Regions from separate parts of the Gossypium hirsutum genome. Here region 1 is linked to region 2. Evidence: chromatin contacts called from public Hi-C data. All regions are on one chromosome and are shown on one strand. Each heading gives the region's core, a stretch centred on a gene start, on an enhancer-like site or on the middle of the called end of the contact. The rest is flanking DNA. Distances are from core to core; before and after follow the strand shown. Region 1 has its middle 31 kb from the start of LOC121220467. Region 2 holds the start of LOC107912568 (heparanase-like protein 3).

Region 1 (5,883 bases), core at 2,094-4,593, 66 kb before region 2:
AACCCAATATGATTTAAACACGACTCGAAGCTCAAAATTCGTAATTTTCGTAATAATCTTGTCCAAAAATTTTCACTTGCACAGTCTTCACTAAAACGACCATAAGTTGAGCTCTCGAAATTGAAATAAGTTGTCAAATTTCATTTAAAAGTGCATTTTGAAGCTAAGAGATAACTTTATATCGGTCAGAAAACATCTCAATCTAGAAATGTCTGTATCTCATCAAAAAATGCACCACAAGTCTACCTAATTTTACAAACTTGAAAATTGACAACTTTAATAAATTGAATTTAATAAATTTCACTTCATCCGTGCATGTATCACAATATAAATTTACTTTTATTTATTTAATTTTTTTTATATATACTCATCATATTATATTGCCAATATTTAATAGTGTATAATTTGTTTCACAGTTGTAAAATACTTTGCGAGATTATACATCAAATATTCATAAATAGTTTGTGAAACTAGCAAGAATTTGTATCAATAACTGATAAAGTGAGAATGTTCAAGTCATGTTGCAACAGGGAACAAAGATGCAAGATGATGTTGAGAACATCCTTTTTACTCTTCTTAATGAATCGCAGGAAGAGGAAGGTATAAGTTATTTATTGGAGGTTGTGTTTAGTAATGATCTTACTGCTCTCTATACTATCGAAATAGCACTACTCGCACTACAAAATATTAAGATGTAGAATACTGCAATTTTCATTTGAAGAAGAAGAAACAAGAAAAAAGAAGTTTAATCCAAAAAAGAAACCATCCTAATGGGTTATTGTATTAGGAGTTAGATTGCATTTTGTCCCTATACATTAAATTAAATAGCGAACTAATCATTCTATTAAAAATTTTATTCATTTCTACTATTAAAAACTGGTTCATGCCCATCAATATGAAGTACAAATGGCATGCCAGGTATTATTGTTTGGTTATTTCGTTAATGACTTAATTTTTAACAATACAAATGGATTAAACTTTTTTAAAAAAAATGACCAATATATTATTTCATCTAATGTATAGGGATTCACTTATTTATTTTTTAATAAATGAAATAAAATGCAATCCGATTTTTATTTCAAGCATCCATAATACTTTCACGATATTACAAAAAATAATTAAATAATAGCATTAACACAATTTTCGACGATGAATATGGTCGTTGGCATTGGAGCAGTGATCCAAAAGAAATAATTGAAGATTTAGAATTTGAAATTTCATGTCCTTTATGCAATGTTGATGTCGAAACCTTTAAATTAATCAGTGAATTTGATTGGAATTTACTTTTTCACTTCAATAATAACTTTTGTTTTGCTTTTTTTTTTCATTTTTTTTAATTTTCACAAATTACAGCTAAATTGCACACTCTGTCCTTTGACATAAATTAACCCAATTTTTTATTTTTGAAATTAATTTGTGAAAAAAAAACACAAAATATATAATCAACCCAACTTAGCTAGATTAAACGAGAAATTAAGAAAACCAACAACAATGGCCAACATTATTAATACCAAACCAATTAGACTCAAGAGACTAATGCAACAACTTAAAGCCCAACTCTAAATTGGGCTCTTATTTATAATCAAGTTATCATGTTAAAATAAAATATAATAATTTGTTTGATCCTCTAATTTTATAAATAAAGTCATTCCAGTTTTCTATTTAATTTTTCGTCTTTTTTAGTTTTTAAATTTGTGGTATTTTTCAAATCAGTCTAAAATGAATAAAAAATTAACATCTGTTAACTTTGCTGTGGATACCACCACGTCAAGAATTAAATTTTTTAAATTTTAAAATTTATAAAAATTATTAAAAATTAAAATTATTTAAAAAAGTATAAAAATTATTTTTTAATCATTTTTATTTTTAAAAAATTAATTAATTGTTAAACACATGTGGACTTACATGTGAATTACATGTGGATGTTATGTTAGCAAACTTAATAGACGTTAAATTTTTTATTTATTTTAGGTGATTTGACAAAAAATATAAATTTAAAAATTAAAATAGACAAAATTTTAATTAGAGGATTAAAAGGCTAAGTAAATCATTATACCCAGTTTTTTTATTTTTTTTCTTAATTTTATGGTGAAAATAATTTAGATTTAATATATAAGGCTGAACAAACTAAATAGCTACCAATAGTAGTAAATATAGCTTAGACCATATGCTTTAGATTTGATTCTTCGCTATTTGCTTTTAGATCATATGCTTTTGCCAATCTACTAATTAGGGTAAACAAATTCATAATCTATGCTAGCTTTGCTGGATTCAATGTCTGCCATCTTTATAAAATATAAACCTATGAATTTATTTTAAAATTTAAATTTATTTATCATTCGCATTTAATCTGATTATTATTACATGAATCCGGGTTAATTAAATTTATCTTTCAAATATCTAAATCTACAAGATTATCTACTAATTAAGATAAACAATTTCTTAATATAATTCTTTACTACTCTATGCTAGCTTAGCTTTTCGGGGGCAAATTCAAAAATTTTGTATGAGTTAGAGTTGAATTATAAATTTTTTTAATAATTTAAAGTGTAATTTTATCATATATTAATTTATAATTTCTTCATTTATAAAAGAATTAAAATACTTACTTTTGAGGCATAAATAGGGGGAAAATATCTACACTTTTTTTTTTCTTTTTGTAAATTACAAATGTATAATTTTTTGTAAAGTAGGGGATAGTACTATGAAATATCCAAATCCACTAAATATTTGCAATCGGTAAGCAGAAGAAAATAAAAGTAAAACATATAATGGATGTGAATTTGTTAATAGTAGAAGTAAAGTAGATTTGGATAATGGATCGTAAAAAGAAAGTATATTTGAATTTTAAATATTTAATCTATTTAAATTAAATAGTATCACAAATAATAATTAAAATATCTAAATTTAAATATCATCTTATCAATGTAAGAATAACAATGGTATCCCATAATTGGATGGCGGTCCTTACCAAACACAAATTACATAAAGAGTTTTGATTACAAATAATTAAGATATCTCAATCTAAACCGATCATAGTAAAAGAGGAAAACAAAAACTTAATGAAGTATATTGTCATTAATTTTGATTCAACTTATTAATGCTAAAAGAAACAGATTGTAATTAATGAAAATGGATAGTAACTTGCTCTCTCGCTATTAATAATCACACCCTCGTTCCTCCTTTCAACTACCAATTTGACCATTATCAATCAAAACCATGTCGTCACAGAAAGCTGAAGCAACAATTTGGTGGCTCCTACTACTACTCACATTCACAGTAGTTTTGGTCCAGCCAAGGCTAGGTCAGGCCCAGGCCCAGGCTCAGGCTCAGGCTCAGGCTCAGCTGCTTCCACCAATTCCACTGGGGATCATACCATACTTTCCAGGCCTACTCCCACCGGAGACTGCTCCAACTCCGCTCCAATGTTGGTCAAGTCTGTTAAACATTCATGGGTGTATAGGGGAAATTTATGTCTATTTTGAGTGGCCAATTTGGGAGCATTGACCACGATTGCTGCAAGGCGTTTACCAGTATCAATGGAAGTTGTTGGCCTAAAATGTTTCCATGCTCAACTCAAGGATCATTGTGCAAGCTCCAATGGAAGCCTATTGAGTATTGCATGGTTAATGATTTTTGTCAGATTAGGTAAGATGCTTAATCATTTTTAAGTTATAAACATTTCACGTTTCTCTCTGCTTTTCCCTCCATATGCTTGTCTTTGACAGTAAGATATTCCTATCAAAAGCTAGTTGGAATAAATTGATGAATTAGACCATACCAAATAAACAAAATTGCCGTTTCTTTGCAATTCGTAGGTATCAAGGTATTGTATTATAAAGACTACAAGAATAGATTATAGTGGAATTCGATTCTGAAACTTAATGGTATCAAGTTATAACATTTATTGAGGAAAAAAGGGGGTTAAAGCAGATAATATGCATTGTTGAAGTATTCTTTTAGTCGTGTAATAAAGGTACAGGCATCATCTTAGAGTGGATAGCATCAAGGAAAAGTATCTACCGACGCAAGGGTTTATCCACCTAGTATTAGGGCGTAGGAGTAAAAAAAAAATTGTTTGGTGACAAGAAATAAAAGCTTCAATTACAAGTTAATATGTTGGATTGCATAACATGTTTGTCTGTCCGCAATTGATCGTCAACCTGTGAAGGGGCAGCATGAAATATTCTCGAGTCTATAGGAGAATCTTTCATCAACCCATCTAAAATATCAGCAGTCGAGTTCACCTCTCTTGGTACTTGTTTAAAGAACACTCTCCATTCGCATTTGTAAAATTCCTGAATGCGCACAATCAAATCTCTATTAGATTGTCTTCTATGTTTTTCATGAACACCTTTAATAGCTTGCGCACTATCTGTCTCAATAATAATATTAGTCATTTAGCTTTTCACGCCAATTGAAGACCATCATAGATGGCCTAAAGCTCAGCTTGTAGTACATTGCATCTCGCAATACTTCTTTCTATTCTCCACATCCAATTACCATGCTTATCTTGTGCCACTGCCATTCAAGAAAAAATTAAAAAGTCGATAACTTAATTAATTTTTTCATTAACGTTTTTTGTCTTTTTAACAATTAAAATTAATTAGCATGACAAATGAATTTATCAGATGATAACACATTGCATACCATATTAACATATATGTAAAAGAATTTAACAAAAAAATACTAAAAATGTACGTCGAGTCTAAATAAATAATCATCCAAGTGCATTCTAGACATGATTCAGAATATTATAAAATTATTAAAAATATAAAAATATTTAAACATACATAAAACTTTTAAATTTTGTTAAATTTATTGAAAATTATAAAACAAAAACTCATAAAAGAAGTTATAGTTTTTTATACTTTTTCCTAAGCTTTATATTTTTGTAAGTTATATAACTTTTTAAATATTTTTTATAAATTTAATAGTTTTAAATATTTTTTTTACAAGTTTTAATTATTTTTAGACTTTTTTACATCTTTTTAGTTTTGATGTCCCAAGCTTTTAATAAAATAACATTTAAGAAAAAAAATTTATTTATATTTCCTAATTTATTTGGTGAAAATAATTATTCGAAATTTTGTTAAACATTTTTAAAGCATTTCAAATGCTTGTAAAAGTACTCAAAAATATGTTTTAAATGTGTTTTAATTTATCTAAATGTTTTTTAGTCAATCCAAAATGTTTTTAAGTGTTTTAAACTCATTTTATACAAGTTTGGGACGTAGTATTGATAACATGTCCTAGTTGTATCAATACAAGTCCACTTCTACCAATACAAGTCCACTTCTACCAATACAAGTCTACTTCTACTCAAGATCACTTCAACCCATATATCTTGTGAGTTGTATCGATACAAGTTTGTCTACAATGCTTCCAATGACTAGAAATTATCCAGAATGGCTGTAAAAGGTCACAAAATTTTTCCTTGTTATATATACATATGAAGAACACTTCAAGATACAAGAGATGAACATTCAAGCATAGAAATCAAGAGAAAAGTCTCAAATTCTTCATTTTCTCATTTTTCTCTTGTACGTATCTCTTAGGTTCTTATTGTTAAATCTTTTTATCATCCTCATTTCAATTCTTTGAAAGAGAGAGCTTAACACTTGTAAACACATACCTTTGAGAAGTCTTCATTGTTTACATCTTTTCTTTGTATTGCAAAAGCTAATTAAAGTTTTTGAGGTATAAAACCTTACATAATTTGTAAAAGGTTATAGTTGAACCTTGTAAAAACTAGAGAGTTTTAGTTGAGTCATAAAAACTAGTGGGAAGATTCTATCTTAGCATTGTGAAAAAGATAAAGATTATAAAGATTATACATTCTCCTTGAAAGGTATCAATTTAAGTATAGTAAATTGGGAAATA
Region 2 (6,532 bases), core at 1,431-3,930:
TATAAAGAATGAACTTTCTCATATTTTATACACTAAGTGAGAGCACTATTCAATTTAGTTTAAAGGAACATATTTTGATCGCATCAATTGTTCTTCTTTCATAGATCTATTACAGCTCTCAATAGAAAAGGTTGAGCGAATTTATATTGAATATGTGAGGATAAGGCTTGGAGATGGTTGGGTGTAAATTATTAAAATTTGTACTGTGATTCAATAGTCTGAAGTAATCCCGACTGCTTCATTTGTTGTTGGAACAAAACGTACAACAATTCATAAAAGCAGAAGTATTTCATTACTTTTTAATCAACCAAACTTTTGAAAATAAATTACTTAATTTTATTTTGCATGATGTTAAATGATAAATCGAGCATTGATACAATTTCCAATTCTATCTACCATCTAAATGTTTGACTTTGTTTTCTCGAATGCTTGTTAATTGGTATTTGTTCAACTGCTTTTGAAGAAAATGTGTATATATAATTATGAAAAGATAATAAGTTGACAAGTGGAGAATACATAGAGTTCCCTTGCATAACCAGCCAGCTCTCATAGTTTTGGAACCTTGTTCATTCTAGGTAAAAAACTGAAGCTTTTCTTCAAGTGCACATGAAGATTTGCTTGCATTGGATAACATCGAAGGTGGGTGTGTTAGTGGATGACAGGAACTTGACAGCTTAAAACAATAATTAGATTTCCAAATAAGAAAGGAGTGTTAGGTGAATGTACAACAAAAACAAGGAAAAGCTTCGCCTTAACTAACCTTGAAGTAATGGTGTTGGTGGGTTCCCTTTTGGTCTAGGTAGATGCCTCACCATACTCTCATCAATATGGGAAAGACATGTTTGCTGAAACTCTCCAACTAACTAGTTTGAGAACAGCAATAGGACCAACTTTTGATTGAAGATGAACATTTCATTTCGATTATAATACGAATATGACAATTGTTTTCAACAAAAAAATAAAACCCAAGCAATACTCTCAAAATTGCTTTGATTTCAATTCAAGTGAAAGGAGAATACTCCATTTTAAGGTGAAGTCATATTGTAGGGATTAGTATAGAATGACATTCTAAGTTTTAAATCACTCAACAAACAAATTTTGTTGGTAACAAAAAATATCCGGAATGCATGAATTAGTTTATATATTTATTTATCAGATTAGATGATAAGATAGTAAAGCATGAGGAAGGATTATATGAAACTATGATTCTACGTCATTTTTATCCATTTCCTATAGGATAATGACAAATCAGATTTTTTTTCCTAATTTTTAGCTTTTTCCTCCTTAAAACATTCAAATCCAACTAAAAATGCTAAAAATCAGGAGGAAAAACCTGATTTGTCATTCTACTATTAAAAAGAGATAAGGATGACGTGGAATCACAGTGTCATACAATCCCTTCTCAGTAGAGCATATATGAACATTCTCTTGAATAAATAATTGATTTAGAAAAAAATTATTAAATTTTTATAAATTAAAAATAAGTAACATAAAAATATTTATAGATGTCATCATATTTGTAAAAGTTTACAAATAGTTTTAATAAATTAAAATTAAAAAAAATGTATACTAGAATTAGAAATAATTTTTTTATCCTGTAGTGAGATGATATGTACTAAATAAATAAAGAATTTAAAAGAGGAAATTGAGATATATTATTTTGTTTAGTTAATTTTTATTTAATACAAAGTAGTGGTGAATATCTCAGTTTTAGTTGGATCACCAAAATATGCCTTCAATCTTGTTATTATTTGAGGAATCCTCGTATGAGTGGTATGCACTTGTTTTATAATCAAAGCTTTGGTCATCCAATCGTAAAACAATGAAGAATATTTAATGATGCTGACGTGGGTTTCTTCCAACTTGTTCATTTACGTTTCTCCCTATTTGCTTCCATTTATTAGTAGCTAAAACAAAAAAACCAACGTCCTAACACATTTGATAATGGAATATCTATATTATTTCAATCATAAATTAATTTCACTTTTTAATACACACTACTCGATGTCCACGTATATATTTTCAATGCTCTATACAGCACTAACCATATATTAAGCAAAAATGAAATTTTGTTACGAGGAATCCCTAACCTATACCATTATCTTTTCATTATATCTAGGTTTAAATTGTGCAGTTAGTCCCTGTTACTTTAAAACGTAAAAAGATTCAGTCTTTTTTTTTAATTTTTTAATTTAAAAACTCTAGTCCAATTATAATCGTCATTGGTAGTTTCTGTCAAAATTTGTCAATGTAACATCTTTATTTTCTGTTAATTATACGAGCACAATCTAATCAAATTTTGAAAAAAAATACTTTTGATTTTAATTATTTGACTGATTTTTTTCTAAAAAAAGGAGGAATTAATTTTTAGCTTAGGGACTAAATCTCAAAATTTGACAAAGTACAGGGAGTAACTACATATTTTAACAAAGCCGAGGGTTTGCGGCTTTGACGTTCTTCATGCTTTCAAGGTTCTTACAAAACAGTGGATCCCACAACCTTTAGATTCAGTTTTGTTTGATAGGTTCAAAAAGCAAAATAAATAAAAAAGAAATCTTTGCTGTTTTCCTTAAGGGAATGCAAAGATGAAAGAGAACAACAGCCCATAATGGTCCCACTTAATGCAACTAATTCTAAACTGCTAACTTAATTAAACGAACATGGAAAGAAGCTTAACTTGATTCTCCCCATTTCCATAAAAACCTTTTATATATATATATAATATCCTCCTCTTTCTGCTTTTATTTTCACTTTTTGTCCCCCTTTTTATTAAAGAAAAAAAGTTCAATCTTTTACTTTTGCCTCCTATGGGAACTTAATATATCTTCAGCTCCATTTCCAGAACATTGAAGATCTAAATATTTTTTCTTCTTCCTGAGTTGAATCCAAAGATGGGTTTTTGTTTCTGGGTTTGTTTTATTAGTTTGTTAAACTTCTACAGCTTGAGTTTTGTAAGTTCACAAGCTGATGCAAGTGCTGAAGGGACTGTTTTCATTGATGGAAAAGCTCCGATTGGTAGAATAGATGATGATTTCATTTGTGCTACTTTGGATTGGTGGCCTCCTGAGAAATGTGATTATGGGACATGCAGTTGGGGCCTTGCTGGGCTTCTCAATCTGGTTTTTCTTCTTCTTTTCTTTGTTGTTTGACAATGATTTTCATAATGAACATAATGGGTCTTTTCACACTTTTGAGGGTATTTCTGTTTCAATCTGGAAAAAGCATATTTTCCCAGTTTAAAAGTGGTTTTGGCTGAGATGTTGTTTCATCTTCCTTTTCTTTTCTTTTTTTTTTCTTTTGCAGGATCTTAATAAAAACTTATTCTTGAATGCCGTTAAAGGTAAGGCAATTCTTTCCCATAAAAATCCATCTCAATTATTCTATTTTATTTATTTACCAGTCCCTATATTTTTCAGCTTTTTCACCATTGAAGATTAGGTTGGGCGGCACATTACAAGACAAAGTCATATATGACACTGATGACAATCAACTACCCTGCACTTCATTTGTCAAAAACACTTCTGAGATGTTTGGTTTTACACAAGGATGTTTGCCAATGAATAGATGGGATGACCTTAATTCCTTCTTTCAAAAAGCAGGGTATAAACACCATTTTCAATTTTCCTTGAGCTTCAACATTATGAATTCTTAATTCCACCATTAATTTAATTCAGCTGTTTGATTATTCAGAGCTAAGGTTATTTTTGGATTAAATGCACTTGCTGGTCGAACTATAGCCTCTGATGGTTCAGCCGTAGGTGCTTGGAACTACACCAATGCCGAATCTTTTATGCAATACACTGTTGACAAGAACTATACCATTCACGGTTGGGAGTTAGGTAAAAGAACTATACATGATATGTCTGAATTCTTGATAATGTATCGACCGAAACACATTATTTTTGTTATCTTTCGCTTGTCAGGAAATGAATTGTGCGGAAGCGGGGTCGGAACTCGGGTCTCTGCAGACCAGTATGCGGCTGACACAGCAGCTCTGCAAAGTATAGTGCAGAAGATATACCAGAATGTTGATTTGAAGCCGTTAATTATCACACCGGGAGGGTTCTATGACTCGGATTGGTTCACGGAATATATTGATAAGACAAACAAGTCCCTCGATGTTGTCACTCACCACATATACAACCTTGGACCAGGTATGGTTCCTATGTGCATAATCCAGTATAGGAGCTTAGGACATGAAAGAAGGTTTGAACTTGACAATCGTGTGTTTCTCTGTGTAGGAGTTGATGACCATCTTGTTGGAAAGATTCTCGATCCATCCGTTCTTGAGGGCGTGTCCGGAACATTCAGTGGCCTTCATAACATCATCAAGAATTCTACAACTTCAGCAGCTGCCTGGGTGGGTGAGGCTGGAGGAGCTTACAACAGTGGCCATAATCTTGTCACAAATGCATTTGTGTTCAGTTTCTGGTAATGTCGCAATACCTTGCTATCCCGAAGCTTAGGCCTTTCTGTCTGATAGATTTCTGATTCATTGTTCCTGGGACATGAATTGCAGGTATTTAGATCAACTCGGCATGGCATCCAAGTATGATACGAAAACGTATTGCAGACAGTCACTGGTTGGTGGAAATTATGGTTTACTAAACACCACCAACTTTGAACCAAATCCAGACTACTACAGGTAATTGCTTTTTCAAATTCTTTCATTACGAGCTTGCAGGATTCGAATTAGACCTATTACTTCAAAATAAGCTTTCATTTATCTAAGCCTAACTTGCATGATACTCTGCTTTCTCCATTGCAGTGCACTTCTTTGGCACCGGCTAATGGGAAGAAATGTTCTTTCGACAAGCTTCACCGGGACAGACAAGATCCGCTCCTACACTCACTGTGCAAAACAATCAGTAAGTTCATCTCATATGCAATTATCAAGCATTGTTAATCTTCCCTTTCTTGGACTTTGACCAAAGTTTCCTATCTTGCAGAAAGGCATCACACTACTTTTGATCAACCTCAACAATAGCACTACCGTCCAGGCAAAACTCGCATTCAATAGTACAATGAGCTTGCGACACAAGCACCGGTCTCAGATTTCAGACCATAAGCATAGAATTCATAAAACGACAATTATCAAGCTGCCTCAAGGCATTGATGGTAAAATAAGAAGAGAGGAATACCATCTAACAGCAAAAGATGGGAATTTACAGAGTCAAAGCATGCTACTTAATGGAAACATTTTAAGTGTAAATTCATCTGGGATCATACCTCATCTGGAGCCTTTACATGTAAAATCAGCAAAGCCAATAATGGTTGCTCCTTTATCCATTATGTTCACTCACATGCCTGATGTTACTGTCCCTGCTTGCAAGGTACAGCCCTAGAGCTACAAGGAACTAAAAATGGTTCCTTTTAGTGATTGATCAAATAAGAAATAGAATATATTACAAACATTTCATTCTTTTTTTTTTCCCCATAGTGAAGAATATAATGTAACACACCTTTTTTGGATATGAATATGTGAAATTTTAGAAAATATTGGACATAAATATGTGATAAACTGATGCATGAGAAACAAAACAACCTTACCATGATGCAGCTAGCAAAAAGAGAGAAATTCTGGGGGTATTAACCTGCAAAAAGTTGTATCCTTTGACAGGCTTGTTCTAACTGTTGCCCTTCTTTGGTATAACAAAAATTTGTGATTTGTCAGAAGAAAAGAAAGCATGCAACATATTTTCAAACAAATAAACCATGACCAACAAAAACTTGAACACTGTAGATAAGGAACAGTTTTTGCAGCTTAATAGAAGGAGAATGTTGTGATAGTTCCATTAAACAGGAAGCATTTTGTTTGGTTAGTTGAATATTAATATGCATGTACCATATTAACATAAGAGTCTGTCTAACAGAATATACATCCTACACTGGACCTGTGGATGAAGTAGATGCATAAAAATTCCAGATTGCAGCAAGGGCAGATGACAGTCCATTTGCTTTCTACTTTCAAGATCTTCAATTGTAATGTTCCATGAATCTATGAAATTCGGAATTCCAATTTCCAACAAAATTCACATTCTTACTCAATATGAAGCTTTTTTTTTTCTTCTTCTGGATAAATAAATATGAAGCTTTTATACCATCTTACTACTCTTAATTGTGAGCCGATGATGCAAAAAAAGTTTGTAAAACACGAGGTTTTTTTAAGGGTGCAATGTAAGCACTTATTAATATTAATTTATTTTAATTAATTAAACTAAATATATAAAAAAAACGATATTCATTACTTTAATGTTTTAGATTGATATTTTTAAGAAACTTTTTACATGTCTGCGTGTAGAAATCACAAAATTAGAATACAAATGTCTGTTTAAAAATAACATATAAGAAATAATTAAATTTATAGTTTGAAATTAATTAATAATAACACATTCATATGTACAATAGTAAAATTAAAAAAAATTAGATTAAATTATTTATCATCGAGTTAACTTGAGGAATCAACTCAATATGATATATACAACAAATGTAGATAATAAATTATGCATATTAAAATAAAAACATATGAAAA

Evidence for each region. A called contact is a pair of places that touch in the nucleus more often than the background predicts.
Region 1: a contact with region 2 is called in a Hi-C map of leaf, with 2.3 times the contacts expected there. The contact joins the enhancer-like site here to the promoter of LOC107912568 in region 2. A contact is called at or near these places in 9 of 34 Hi-C or Micro-C datasets (anther, cotyledon, leaf and 1 more).

What each region holds. Positions count from the first base shown.
Region 1 is chrD08:24,176,516-24,182,398 of Gossypium_hirsutum_v2.1, reverse strand. No RefSeq gene overlaps it. Among protein-coding and RNA genes, the nearest start is that of LOC121220467, 31 kb to the left of the region's middle. Within about 2 kb of position 3,343, at least 5 of the 9 cell types and tissues checked have an H3K27ac peak or open chromatin away from gene starts, as enhancers often do. A contact at or near this core is called in cotyledon and leaf, where this site is marked.
Region 2 is chrD08:24,108,900-24,115,431 of Gossypium_hirsutum_v2.1, reverse strand. It overlaps LOC107912568 (heparanase-like protein 3), which reads left to right and starts at 2,680. Exons shown (of 9, transcript XM_016840810.2): 1 at 2,680-3,119; 2 at 3,304-3,340; 3 at 3,417-3,600; 4 at 3,691-3,839; 5 at 3,924-4,154; 6 at 4,242-4,431; 7 at 4,520-4,645; 8 at 4,769-4,868; 9 at 4,950-5,414. The coding sequence starts at 2,892. The coding sequence ends at 5,345.